Linked DNA regions of Mus musculus: region 1 is linked to region 2. A link is a contact called in public Hi-C data. All regions are on one chromosome and are shown on one strand. The core of a region is the stretch at or near the end of the contact, and the rest is flanking DNA. Distances in the headings are between cores, read along the strand shown.

Region 1 (2,720 bases), core at 49-2,548, 180 kb after region 2:
TCCTCACAGGCACGTCCCCTTCAGTGTCACCGTGAAATGTCCTCATTACGATGTTTAAATGGGTGCCAGCAGACACGCTCCGTGAGTTCCCAGCTCTTCCGTCTCCCACACTGTTCTACAGCAGAAGTGAATAGACACGGTAAACATGATTGCAATTATGCAGCCAATAAAACTCGCCCTCAAAACACGCCTGTGACGGGCAGTGTGTCGCTCTGCCGCAACAAAATCACTGTACACCCAGAAAGTGTGGGACATGCTGCCTAGAGGGTCCTTTCCTTTTTTAACTTGAAGTTTAATTCACAGTTGTTGGGTTTGGGGGCTAGGTTGCATGTTTGGTTTTTTTTTTTTCCCTTCTAGAGGGTTCTTTTAATCACCCTTACAGTGCCTCTGCTGTGGTGACTTGATTTTCTGCTTCATTTTCCTCAGTAGGATGTGAGTCCATCTCTTCCTTAAGGTATAGCTGATGTCCCATCCTCAGGCTTCACTGGGCACCAGCAGGAGCATTTCCACACTGTCCCCTTGTCCTTGTGTGGTAATTACAGTTGGGGTGGCTCGGTCCGGTGGCTGTCACAGGCATGATGCAGAAGCGACTTCAGAAGGCACGGAGTTCAGCAACAAGATGTTCATCCGTCAGTTGAAGAACGCTGGCTGCCTCTGCCTGCGTACTAAAGCACCAAGTCCAGGAAGCCAATGTTTACAGCCCGGGGTAGGGAGGCCCCAGGAAATCAAGTGTATCTTGCAGAAAATAGGAATCATGAAAGGTTGTATAGGATCCAAGAGGTTTGGGGGCATTTCGGTTTGATGTCAGGAGGGAAAGATAAGAGCAAGGGATGTGGAAAGAAATAGACGGGGCAGGGTGGTGTGTATCAGTCATCTCAGTTGAGGGAGCAGAGCCTAGAGGGTCATGAGTTCAAGACCAGCCTGGGCTATAGGATGAGTTCCTTGAGGAAATTGCAAGGCAGGATAGAGAAATAGGGAAGGAAGGAGGGAGGAAAGGATAAACAGACGGTTGAATAAACTTCGCAGGTTTTGCGTCTTGATAGTGATACCCTAAGAACGGGCTTGAGTATGGCCTTCCCAGGGCCACGACCTGGGGATTTGGATGAACCACCATGCAGCTAAGCTAAGGGAAACCTCCACCACTTTCCTAGGCTTGCAGGGATCTGGTCTTGGCTCCACCCACCTTTTTTGGTCCTTGGTTGCTTCATGGGCAACTTGAGCGGGCTTGGCAGCAGGGATGAGTGAGTCAGGCAGACACACTCGGAGGAACCAGGAGGCCCACAGTCTCAGCCCTAGCCGTCTGCCTCACACCGGCTGTGTGGTCTGGGACTCATCCCTTAACACAAGGAGGAGTGTGTTTCCTAGGTGGTAAACAAGAGCCGATAGCCATCTTTCCTCATGCTGTTTGCCAATGTTTTATGTGTGATGTTTGCAGAGTCATTGTTTAGGGAGTGCCTGGAAGCCAGTGGGCTTGCGGGGGGGGGGGGGGGGTGGGAGTGGGGGGGGAAACTGTCAGCACAGCAGCCCCTCCCTACACCGAGGAGTCACTGTAATTCCCTCCTCCGTTGGTGTGTCCTTTCTACCACACATCTGGTCTCAGCTTCCTGCAGGTTGTGGATCTGGGAAGGATCCTATGACCTCATGAGTCTCTTCTAACTCACTTTCTCCTCGTGCTCAGGGGCACAGACCCCTTCTCAGCGCAATGGGGGTGGGGGTGGTGCAAGAGCACATGCACGCGGAGGCTAGAGGTCAATGTCACAGTCTTCCTCAATGTCTCTCTACTTTATCTATTGAGACGGGATCTCTCCCCTCCCAGCCTAGAGCTTGATAGCATGCCAGTCCAGTGAGCTCCAGGGATCCACCTGTCTCTGCCCAGCCCCTACCCCTGGCTTTGCAGAGGTCACTGCCACATCCAGCTTTTCCACGGGTGCTGAGGATCCAAGGCCAGGTTCTCAGAGCCTTGTTCTCTGTGCACCAGAATGCAATGCTCCAGGATGTACATGAACTGTTTGAAACCCTATGATTCACAATGTACCACTTCCCTTAAACACAGTGAGCTGTTGTGTGTTTGTGCTGGCACATCGATTAACAGGAGCTAGCTGTAAGGCTAACACTGCTGTTTTATGTCACTACTGGGAGGTGCATGCTTATAATTTCAGTACTCAGGAGGCTGAGGGGCGGGGTATGAATTTTGAAGCCAGCCTGGGCTACATTAATGAGACCCCTCCCATCTCAAGATAGACAATAGCAAGCTGTGGGATCTTGAAGTATGGACAAGTATAAATATCTCAGGGTATTTATGGTAACTGATATTTACGGTAACTAAAAGGGATGGGAGACAAAGATACAGGTATTGAAAACAGTCCTGGGATGTTTGTCCTTTTAAGGGCTGAAAGTATTAGGTTTTAGGGAGAGGCTAGCATGAAATAAAGATACTGGTTTTCCTGTCTACATTCATGGTCCCTCTTAGTGGCATCCCAAGAGCCCAGATTCCATGTCAGATGGCAGGAGCTGCCTGTCTGAAGAGTTACCACCCTCTGACTAGATGCATCTCTACTGGGGTCAGCTGAGTGTTTCCTCTGGGAACAGACACACACCTTGGGGCTGATCCATCAAGGTAGGAATCTTAGAAGAGGGAGGATAACTCGGTGGTTCCAGTACTTGTACAGTCCAGAGTTGAAATCCCCAGAACCCACTATAAATGTTGAGCAGAAATGGTG
Region 2 (2,700 bases), core at 48-2,547:
GGGCAGTGGGTTGATTGGGACGGACCCATGCTATCAGCAGAGGGACAGTGTGCTCTTGTGTGTGTGCCCTTACTTTTCTATAGGACACACCAGTTGAGGAAGCAGCTGGGGTCTCCATGTATCCCTCCCTATTAAATCAGCCAGCTTGGTCTAAAGAGATGGGTCTCCATGGACTACCTCCACTCCCACAACCTCACCCTAGCTTAAGCCATTAATGTCTTGCCCTGACAATCTTTTCCCTAATAACACTGTCTTAGTCAGGGTTCTATTCCTGCACAAAATATCAGGACCAAGAAACACTTGGGGAGGAAAGGGCTTATTTAGCTTACATTTCCACATTGCTGTTCATCACCAAAGGAAGTCAGGACTGGAACTCAAGCAGGTCAGGAAGCAGGAGCTGATGCAGAGGCCATGCAGGGATGTTACTTACTGGTTTGCTTCCCCTGGCTTGCTCAGCTTGCTTTCTTATAGAACCCAAGACGACCAGCCCAGGGATGGCACCACCCACAAGAGGCCCTCCTTCCTTGATCACTAATAGAGAAAATGCCCCACAGCTGGATCTCATGGAGGCACTTTCCCAACTGAAGCTCCTTTCTCTGTGATAACTCCAGCCTGTGTCAAGTTGACACACAAAACCAGCCAGTACAAACACTTTTTTGTTTCCTGGCAAAGAAGATGGAACTCAGGTGTTGCACATGTTTGGCAAGTGCTCTGCCACTGAGCTACAATCCCAACCCCTTACTGAGGGATTCTAGGCAAATGCCCTACAGCTGGGCCACACCCATCTACTCCAATTCCTCTTTAATTAAAAACAAAAATAAAGATTGAAAGAGTTATGGGTGCTTGAGTGCATGTGTGTGTATATGTATGTGTGTGTGTGTGTGTGTGTGTGTGTGTGTGTGTGTTCATGCACATGCCACAGTGTATGTGTAGAGGTCAGAGAAACGTTTGAGAGCTAGTTTTCTCCTTCCACCATGGGTTCCAGGGATCAAATTTAGGCCATCTGTGAGCTTGCATAGGAAGCACCTTTCCCCACTGAGCCATCTCTTCTACCCCATTCCATACTTGCCCCATCAGACTCCACTTTATACTTCAAGCAGGGAGACCCTTTAAAAACACAGTCTCATGGCATCCCCCCCTCCAGCTTCCTGTGGCCATTGGCATAGAATTTAACCTGTCATCAAAAAAATGGCAGAGCAGATCTGCAGCGGTCTGGTCCACTGCCCCCACCCTCATTCTGAGTTCCCTGCCCTGACTGTGCCCTCCTGACAGCACCCCTGCCTCCCTCCTGACCCCAGACCTTCCCAAGCCTCCCTTCTGCCTGACATTCAGGGCTCTACAGAATGCCACACCTGACCTCTCCCGGGTTACCACCGTGCTTCTGGATCTTGCAGCCCCAGACCTGTTTGCTGGGTTACCTGGGGATGAATACACATCTTTTAAAGGCACAGTGACAAAGGGGCCATACCACACACACCGAATTTACTTCTCTGTCCTCCCACTCCATAATAAAAGTTGGTGCACCCTCCACCCTGACTCTTTCCAGCCTGCAGCTCCTCCATCTGATGGAATGGTGGTAATTTAATTGACCACTCCACTCTGAGGCACAGTGAAGAGGCTTTCAGTCTCTGGCAAGGCAAAGTTAATTTTTCTACGATGGGTAGATAGAAATCTGACAAGAGAAAGAAGAGAGGAGAGGGAAGGGAGGATGGGGGATGAGAGAGGAAAGAGTAAGGAGGAGGGAGGCAGGAGATGGAGGGGAAATGGAACTGTTGATCTAGTGGTGAATCATTGTTGGGGTTCCCTCCTCCATTGTGGGAGTTGGAGTGGGTGGGAGTGACCAAGTGTTTCATCTTCTATAGCAGTGGCCAATAGCCACATGCAACTTTTTTTAAAAGTCTGAATTGTATTAATTAGTGAGTATTATTGTTGAATGCACATGTGCACACCCATGTGCCCCAGGGTGTGTAAGTGTGTGTGTGTGTGTGTGTGTGTGTGTGTGTGTGTGTGTGTAAGTCAGAGGACTGATCGTGGGGATTAGTCCTCTTCTTCCACCATGTGGGTCCCAGCCATGTAACTCGGGTCATCAGGCTTGGTGGTGGCAGGTGCCTTTATCCTCTGAGCCATCTGGTCAACCCACCCATGGCTCTGCAACGCTGTAAAGGTGCCTCATGTGACCAGTGAAAAGGATTTTCCATTTAATCTTAAAATTTGAGGTTAGTTGATGTTTTAGCAGCTTTGAGGAGCAGAGTAGATTTAGGCAAATGAATGGCTCCATTCTCTGAATGGATCGTCTCAGCACCTTGGGACTGGGCGGTGGAGTGGGAGGAGCTGGGAAGAGCACACTAGTGATGGTCCTTGTTGCTGTTATTGCTTTGTCATAGAGGAACCAACCATGTCTCCGATTAGACCTGCCAGTTAAATCACAGGCTATTCCCTAGCCTGAGGCTCTGAACAGTCAAGGTTATGGAAAAAGACGGAGTCTTGGTAGTCACACCCAGAGAGTACTAGAGCTTAGTAGTTGAGCATGTCTGAGCTCTGAGCATGAAGTCCACTCAGTGGTACTCAACTGGGATCAGGCGTCATAGCATTATGTGGCTGGAGCTCTGGGTTAGGGCTCTGGAGCATCCTGTGACTCTGTGAGTTCATCTAAGTGATGGTCCTACCCCTGAAGCTGAGGCTGCTAGACTTTCTTGTGTA

Evidence for each region. A called contact is a pair of places that touch in the nucleus more often than the background predicts.
Region 1: a contact with region 2 is called in a Hi-C map of the N1E-115 cell line, with 2.8 times the contacts expected there. The contact joins two enhancer-like sites. A contact is called at or near these places in 1 of 39 promoter capture datasets (hippocampal neurons), 2 of 484 Hi-C or Micro-C datasets (the N1E-115 cell line and embryonic stem cells), 1 of 115 datasets of contacts at active chromatin or transcription factors (astrocytes) and 1 of 9 other capture datasets (pancreatic islet).

Annotation. Positions count from the first base shown.
Region 1 is chr5:117,789,008-117,791,727 of GRCm38.p6, forward strand. No RefSeq gene overlaps it. Among named protein-coding and RNA genes, the nearest start is that of Nos1, 76 kb to the right of the region's middle. Within about 2 kb of position 1,299, at least 14 of the 459 cell types and tissues checked have an H3K27ac peak or open chromatin away from gene starts, as enhancers often do. A contact at or near this core is called in the N1E-115 cell line, where this site is marked.
Region 2 is chr5:117,608,259-117,610,958 of GRCm38.p6, forward strand. All of the region lies in intron 4 of Ksr2 (kinase suppressor of ras 2), which reads left to right. Among named protein-coding and RNA genes, the nearest start is that of Gm42013, 130 kb to the left of the region's middle. Within about 2 kb of position 1,298, at least 4 of the 459 cell types and tissues checked have an H3K27ac peak or open chromatin away from gene starts, as enhancers often do. A contact at or near this core is called in the N1E-115 cell line, where this site is marked.